Linked DNA regions of Sus scrofa: region 2 is linked to region 1. Evidence: chromatin contacts called from public HiChIP or PLAC-seq data. All regions are on one chromosome and are shown on one strand. The core of a region is the stretch at or near the end of the contact, and the rest is flanking DNA. Distances in the headings are between cores, read along the strand shown.

Region 1 (4,703 bases), core at 1,127-3,626:
ACACCCTAATTGGTCTTAGGTCTACAAATACATGTATTAAGTCTTCATTCATCCATTTGGAGTTTCTTTAATCACACTTGGATAGAATTCTCCCTTAAGATTCACCAGAAACGGAACATGTGCACAGTATTCTCTGAGTTCACAGACATTCAAAACTATTTTCTTATAATCCTGATTGATTCTCAAAAGGTAGCTGCTTGGACATAAAATCCTTGGTTTTTACTCTCTTAAGATTCTTGAAAATGTTGTTCCACTGTTGCCTTGCCTTGCACATTATTTGTGAAAAGTCTGTTCTGCCTAATTTACATATCTTTGAAGGTCATCTTTTCCTGGAGGCCCCGAGGACTTTTTTTAAAAAACAATTTTTAAAGTGCAATAGGTCTACTAGAATACTTTTCAGGCTGTTCTTCTGGTTCAACAGAGGAACTCTCTGGTATCCAGCAGGCCCTTTCAATATGGAGATTTAAGGTTCCTTTTATTTTTAGAATGTTTTTTTGGATCCTAATTTTAGATCTTAGTTCTGGTCAATTGTTTTAATTTTCTTCTTTAGTCTCCAAGTAGCCTTATGTTGGACCTCTTCTCTTTATCTTCCAGTTCGATCATTTCCTAACTCTTCTTACTACTCTTTTATTTTAAAAGTTCATTTTCACCCACTGTTTTTACACTCCTGCTTTAGTTCAATGTCCCTCATAAAATTTTCATATGAATTTATTACCCCTTGGGCACCCTGTAATTTAGCCTTAATTTCTAATATAATTATGACCTTTTTCTTCTATTTCTTTTGAGTTCAATCGACATTCATTTCTTCCTTTTTTTTGAGAGGAGAGGGATCCATTTCTGTTCTTAGTTTTAAAATTTCTGATTCAAGCTGTTTTCTCATCATTCCTAAATACTTTAAGAGGATAGGTAATTCGAAACAGAGGACTATGTTATAGTTTTCGTCAATTTTGTGATTGAGAATTTTCATCGGCATTTCAACTCTGAATCACATCTTCAGCTTTTTACAGTTTTATATGGGTGTGATCTTTTTAATAACCCTAATCACTTTGTGGACAAAGCTCCTGGCTTGAGAGTGCCCTCTTCTGACAGTTCCCTTTTTCTGAATTTCATTTTCAGACAGCACCACTGGAAGGAGGAGCTGATGTGTATTTTCTTTTGTTTCTGCAGCATTCTTAACTTTTCCCTCTTATTTTCTTCTTCCCTTCAGGAGACTATCTCCAAGGGAAACCACACACACTTCTATTATCTGAGTCTTTTCAGGAAGCAATGCTTCTCTGAGGCTTCTGTTCCCAGTCCCACACTCTTTCAAGAGCTAGTACTATGTTCTAGGGCATCAATACTAGAGCTGGAGTTGAGTTCTTTTTCTGCAGGTAAGGGGGTTTGTGTTTTGCCCAATTCCTCAGAACCCCTTTTTTTCATGGAGTCTTTTACACCTCCTCCATCCCTGTTCTCAGCACCTGCAAGCTAGCAGCAGCAGGATCTCTCATGGAGATAAGTGTATTTCTCAATTTACGGGTAATCTGAAGGCCATGATATTGTCTCTTAGTATCACTGAACAGAGGATCAAGTGTGGTTTTACTTACTCTCCCTGTTGTTTTTATGTCTAGGGAAGGGGAAAAGGAAAATGGGAAGATTCAAAATTAGGTAGCCACCATTCTCCTCCAAACTTTGAAGCAGTAGAGATACATTCTTAATTTTAACATCAGGTTTACTGGGATATAACTTAAAAGTAATTCTGTACTGTGATAACTCATTAATTGGGTAAATAAATACAACTGAGTCCAAAAACTAGCCACTTACTTACTGGAGAAAAACTAGAAGTTTTCCAATAAGATAAGGAACAAGGCAGAGACACCAACTGTTTCCAATACTATTTAACAATGATGTGGAACAGTGGTTTTAGACAACAAAATTAGATAAGAGTATTTAGATACAGACGTAAGAAATGAAAATTTTCTTTGCAAACAATGTAATAGTATGTTAGGAAAACTCCAGAAAATCAATTATAAAACTAACCCAAATAATAAAAGTCAGGACGCAGTAGAACTGAAAACTGACACACAAAACCCAACAGCCTTTCTATATCTACATAACATCTAGCTGGAGGATACAGTAGTAGACAAAACCCCATTTACAATAAATATGCAGAAACATATGAAAAGGCTTGTTCAACTCCACTCTAAAATGCAATTTAAAACTACACCAAGATACCATTTGTCATATAAAAGGAATACTAGATCAGCAAAAATTTAAAAGTATGTCAACATTTTATTGGAACAGCAATGGGAAAAGAACCACACTCATACACTGCTAGTGAGAATGCAAACTGGTGCAACCCTCCTGGTGTGGAATGTGGCAATATCTAACTAAACTTATGTACATTTAACTTTGACCCAGCAATCCTCACTTCCAAGAATTCATCCTTAAAATACACTATCAGCACTACAAAAATGTATCCATGAGATTATTCATTGTGTGTTAACTGCTAAATATTAGAAACAATATAAGGGCCAATACACAGGATAGGAAAGTGCCTGGATAAATCATGTACACACATACATACACAGGCTAAGTACCATGAAGATGTTAAAAACTACCAGGAAATTCTCTATAAACTTGTGTGGAGTGACTGCCAGGAAAAATGTCTCATGAAAAAACTGAAGTGCATAAAAATGTCAATAGTATGTCACTTTTTAATGTTAAAAAAAATTTGTTTTAAAGAAAAAGAACAGGATGAAAGAATGAGAAGGTAGGAATAAGCAGAAGAGAGGGGTAGATGAAACTATCCTTTCTGCACAGTTCTGACTTTCAGACCATGTTATAATTTTACATACTCGAAAATAAAATCAACCAAAACAGGGAAAGGGGGCTTAAAAATACAAAGAGAAACAAATGAATCTAGCTGTACTTCAAATGAATAGCAAAGCCTCATGGTGGGTGGGAGGGACTAGTTTAAGCAACTTTTAAATTAGTTGGGAGGAACTGGAAGAAAAGACACACCCCAGTAACAGTATGCACATCTAGTGCCCAGATCTTGTTTCTTCAAAATCATTCTTAATATTCAATACTATAAGGAATCAGAACTCCTTAGAGAAATGGCTGATTCAAAGATGGGGCTGGGAAAGTATAAGATGAACCTGGAAATATTTTTGGGGGGAACAAGTCAAGAAGTGCTTAGAGAATAATAAGGACATGTCAAAAGGACACAGGTGATAGCATGAAGGGGATCCATTTAGTCGAATGGGGACAATTTGAAAATCAAAATAAATGACTGTGATGATTTATAACAATGAATCAAAAAGGAATCCATGAGTTGAGTCAAAATATATTTTACATATGTAATATATGTACACAAATATCACATTACATCAAAATACATATATTTTTTCTTCCTGATGAATATACCCCAACACTTCTTTGAAAAAGTGATGACCAAGGTGAGATGTGAATGATGAGAAGATGTTAAACAGTGGAAACAAGGAATAAAGGAGATTATAGGAAGAGAAAACAACACATGCAAGAGGGGACAAGAAAGACTAAAGAAGGTAAGTGACTAAGCTCAGAGAACAAAGGGAAGCATGGGACAAAACAAAAATAAACACAGGATCAACCTGTTTGTTGAGGTAAATCACATTAGAGATTGAGATCTTTATCCTTAAAAGCAATGGAAGTCATACGGAAAATGTTTCAAATAAACTCATGAACTTCCCTTCCAAATTTGTTCTTTCTACAGTGTTTCCTGTCACTGAAAGGTACCACCACCTGTCCAGTTTTACAAGCCAGAAACCTACCTCAGATATTTCTGTAATAATCAACCAGCCTTCTCTCATCACCCATATTTAATCCATGACCAAGTCCTATTAATCCTATCATCTATAATTAGCTTCAAGCTATTATCATGTCTCATAGGGGGCACAACAGTCTTGCCATAGATCCAGTGTTGTCCATTGATTAGTTACCCAGCCAGGAGACAAACTGACCTTTAAAAACAAACAAAAAAACCCATAAAATCCAAAAAACAAAAAACAAACAAACAAAAAACCCCTACAAATCTGATCATGTCACCCTCTGGCAGAAAATCCTTCATATAGAAACCACATCTCATCTCTCCAGCATCTTCCACATCCTTCTTCCCTTCCCTCAGGGTATTATACTAACCAGGTCTTTCTTCACTTTCTCAAGAATATCATTATTCCTCTTGCTTTAAAGCCTTGACATACGGTGTCTCTGCCTGGAATGTTCTCGCTGAGTAAAGTCATACCTGTCTTTTAGATCTCAAGCCCAGTTTTCACTCTTAAAAAAGCTTTCTTTAATTTCTCCAAGATAAGAGTAAACCCCATTATCTGTCTTCAAAGCACTCTGTAATTTCCCTTAGTACTAACTGGAAATTATAAAAATATTTGAGTGTTTATTTGAGCATAAGCTTTCCCCTTGTTGGAATCTAATTCCTATTAATTATTTATGGACCATACACCATTTTCCTATTTACCAGCACAGTGCCTAGTACACAGTAGGAAATGGATGGATAGGACATAAATAATGAAGAAACTTACATATTTGTATAATATATAAACTGCATGATATTATTGTCTAAATAGAATCTCTATATTGATTTACAGACAAGGACAAAGGTCAGACTATGCATCTCATTTTTTCAGTGTCAACAACCTTACAGTAAGTACACAGAGATTTTTTTAAATTAT
Region 2 (4,147 bases), core at 523-3,022, 310 kb before region 1:
ATTATCTTTTTTCTGTTTTTTTTTTTCTTTTTTCTGCTTCTTATCTCTCAACTTTAATGAAGTTTCCATGCTGAACCACTTATCTTATTAAAACACAATTTAATAAAAGATTCTGATTTATAAGTCCTCCTTTGGCTTCCTATTTCCTGTAGGATAAAATCTCAGATCATTGTTTCTTTCAGGATCTTCTCTACCTCCTGTTTTGCTTTTTTCTTTTTTTGGTGTGGTGTTTTTTTTTTTTTTTTTTTTTCCTTTTTTGTGCTGTTCCTGAGGCATGTGGAAGCTCATGGGCCAGGAAGGGAACCCATACCACAATAGCAGCCTGAGCTGCAGCAGTGACAACACTGGATCCATAACCCACTGAGCCACAAGGGAGCGCCACCTGTTCTCTTTTATAACTATTTCCTCCTCACTGTAACCAACACATCAAATTTAAACCCTAAGAAGTAATTTAGTATCCTCCAAATATATCATGCTATCTTCTACTTTAGGCATTTGGACATAATAACCACTCTACTTTGAATTCCTCTCCTTGACTAATTCCTCATATTCTACTGAATCCTACTTAACCTTCAGTGTCTACCTCAAGTATAGCACCTAGTTCACGTGTAGATAGCATCTTTTACCCTTCATGCCAACCCTTTCCAGGATGTGTTAGTATTGTTGTATTTTCAAAGAACTTGTGCATTCATCCACTAGAAATTATATTGTATTATATTACTTGTATGTTATTCTTCCAAAGTAGGAACTATGACTTATTTTTGTATTCCTAAAAGCTAATAAGCATAAAGTTGTCATAAAACCAGATTTCTTTTTAAGTTGACATTATCATTAGTTGACCTTGTCTAAGTAGAATTATTCATTTATCTAAAAATCTAGCTAATTTTCTTAGTTCCACTATAGTTTTGTCAGTCTGTGAGCACATTTAGTCCTCAGAAATCTCTGTCATCTCTATTCCAGTGTTTTCTTTAATTTTTCTTGAAAACTAATGGGGGAAAAAAACCCCAGTGGGATGATTTTAAAAGTACTTATATGTATATGTATAGTATTTTGAGTGGTTACTAGTTGTGCTTATCAGCTGTACCAGGACTTCATGAGACTTTGTCAGTCACTTTTCATCAGAGTGTAGGTTTTTCCACATTCTCCTAACACTGTATGTACTTGTATTGTTATACTATTAGTTGGAGTTTACCACTAGATGCCATTGAAAATTCTTAAAGTTTGGAGCTCCTGTTGTGGCTCAGCGGTTAACAAACCCAACTAGCATCCATGAGGACATGAGTTCAATCCCTGGCCTTGCTCAGTGGGTTAAGGATCCAGCGTTGCTGTGAGCCGTGGTGTAGATTGCAGACACAGCTCAGATCCTGCATTGCTGTGGCTCTGGCATAGGCTGACGGCTACAGCTCTGATTGGACCCCTAGCTGGATCCTCCATATGCTGTGGGTGTGGCCCTAAAAAGATAAAAAGACAACAACAAAAAAATAAATTCCTTAAAAAAAAAATCCTTAAAGTTTAAATGTTCATCTGTTGCTCATAATCGCAAATTACTAGAGAAATGCAGATCAAAACTGCAGTGAGGTAGGTACCACCTCACACCAGTCAGAATGGCCAGCATTAAATCTACAAAGAACAAATATTGGAGGGGTGTAGGGGAAAGGGAACTCTCCTACACATGCAGTGGGAATGTAAATTGGTGCAGCCACAACAGTACCAGAGTTCCTCAAAAATAAAAATAGTTACCATATGATGCAGCAATCCCACTCTTGCACATATATCTAGACAGAACTATAATTTGGAAAGATACATGCACTCTTGTGTTTATAGCAGCACTGTTCACAATAGCCAAGACATGGAAACTGAAATAACCATCAGCAGATGAGTGGTGAAAGATGTGGTGTACACACACACCACACCACACAGAGGGGAATATTACTCAGTCATAAAAAGAATGAAATTTGCAGCAACATGGATGGACCTAGAGATTATCTAGGTTACTGAATGAAGTGAGTCAGAAAGAGACAAATGCTGTATGATGTCACTTAGATGTGGGATCTAAAATATGACGCAAATGGACGTATCTACAAAACAGACTCACAGATAAGAGAACAGGCTTGTGGTTACCAAGAGGGAGGGAAGGATTGGGTGTTTGGTCTCCGCAGATGAGGGCTATGTATATAAAATGAAGAAACACATGATCTTGCTGTATAGTACATGGAACTATGTTCAGCATTCTGTGATAAATCATAATGGAAAAGAATATGAAAAAATATGTATGTGTGTATATATATGTATAATGCATATATATATATATATATATAAGCTGAATCACTGTATAGCAGAAATTAATACAATATTGTAAATCAACTGTAGTTCATTTTTTAAAAAGCAAGAGTGCCAGTGTAAAAATGGATCCATTTTCTATAAAATATGTGCTTCATCCTATTTGCAAACTTACTTAAATGAAGGGCTATCCTTCAAGTTTTCATGTATGAAATTTCAGAATGTGGAAATTGCCTACGGAGCTTATGCCTACAGAGAATTTTAAATGAGTATATAGATGTCATACTTAATCCAATTAGGTATTTCTTATTAAAATGCAAAGTACTTTAGAAAGCTTTTCATATACAGGAAATCAGTGACACTAATTAGAATATCATTTTTGCAAGGAAGCTAAAATTACAGATATTAGAAATTGTCAGCCATACACTCAGGGTCTTGGCAGAAAACAGAAACTGGTAATTTGGGAGACTTTCATAAAAGGACTCTTAATGAGTTATGGGCGAGATTTAGGGAGCCCAACAAGGGAACCTGCATGATCCTGGGGCTCCTCGAGGAGCCATTATTACAATTTGGGCTAAAGGAATAAGGAGAGAGTGCAGGTTAGTCTAACTCAGAGGAGGTAGTTGTATAGAGAGGGCACCTAACAGGAACAGCCAACCTGTGGTGAATCTAGAGGAGCCACATCTCATTCTCTGCCTACCCTCTTGATTTTCTGCTTAGCACTTCCAGTTGTCCAAATCCAACTGGAAGTATGGGGCAAAGAAACTTGTTGGTATGGTCCCTGGTGGACATTTTCCTGGAGTACAGAGTGGACTAGGAAGGAGTGGACAAGCGAATTTGAAAGGATAAACAGAAAATAGCAACCATGTTAGCTAAAGGAAGAGGAATAGGGAAGGGAAGAAGCAAATATTAGTGGTATTGATTTGTTTATTGTATTATTTCTCTATTTTAAAATATTATGACACAGTTCCTGAAGATGTGAGAAAACCAAAATGTACATTGGTGATATTATAGGCAAATATTTAATTTTTTTCTTTTTTATTTGAAAAGGTATAGGCTTTTTTTTTGTTGTTGTTTTTTACCACCCTGCATCATACGGAGTTTCTGGGCCAGGGATTAGATCTAAGTGGCAGTTGCAGCTTATGCCACAGTTACATCAACGCCAGATCTTTTAACCCACTGTACCAGACCGAGATGGAACCTGTGTCCTAGTGCTGCAGAGATGCTACCAATCCCGTTGTGCCACAGCAGGAACTCCAGTAAAAAGTGTGTTTTATTAATGCTGGATATTTTTTCAAAGGCCAGCAAGAAATGTGAAGAGGCACGCCAGGAAAAAGAAGCAATGGTAATGAAGTATGTAAGAGGCGAGAAGGAATCTTTAGACCTTCGAAAGGAAAAAGAGATACTTGAAAAAAAACTTAGAGATGCAAATAAAGAAAATGAGAAAAACACTAACAAAATTAGGCAGCTTTCTCAGGAGAAAGGACGGTTGCACCAGCTATATGAAACAAAGGTATAACTTTTGATATCTTATTTGAAACTTATTCTCTTCCCCCCCTTTGCTTTATTTAATCAAATAATCATAACATGGTTAAATCACTGTTAAACATAAAGATGTTATTATTAGCTTACTTTCAAAGAATGTGAATGCCTTAGTAATTCCAGTGCCATTACCTACCTGCAAAAAATATTTGCTGTGAAAGATGAGAAACTGACACATGTTGTTTATTAGCTCTTTTTTAAAAACTTTCCTTAAAAATCTATATGTTGAAGAAATGACTTTGTGCTTCAAAGGAACGTTTTATTTTAGTAAAAGATACACATGATGGTGTCAAAAATGTGAGTAGTTTTTGAGTCAGAAGTATGA

The links. HiChIP or PLAC-seq counts read pairs in DNA pulled down with a chosen protein or histone mark.
Region 2: a contact with region 1 is called in an H3K27ac HiChIP or PLAC-seq map of alveolar macrophages. The contact joins two enhancer-like sites.

Annotation. Positions count from the first base shown.
Region 1 is chr14:124,177,449-124,182,151 of Sscrofa11.1, reverse strand. The region is part of intron 2 of NHLRC2 (NHL repeat containing 2); the gene reads right to left. Among named protein-coding and RNA genes, the nearest start is that of NHLRC2, 17 kb to the right of the region's middle. Within about 2 kb of position 2,376, at least 1 of the 83 cell types and tissues checked has an H3K27ac peak or open chromatin away from gene starts, as enhancers often do. A contact at or near this core is called in alveolar macrophages, where this site is marked.
Region 2 is chr14:124,491,251-124,495,397 of Sscrofa11.1, reverse strand. CCDC186 (coiled-coil domain-containing protein 186) reads left to right here. Exons shown (of 17, transcript XM_001927027.7): 5 at 3,581-3,793. Among named protein-coding and RNA genes, the nearest start is that of CCDC186, 28 kb to the left of the region's middle. Within about 2 kb of position 1,772, at least 1 of the 83 cell types and tissues checked has an H3K27ac peak or open chromatin away from gene starts, as enhancers often do. A contact at or near this core is called in alveolar macrophages, where this site is marked.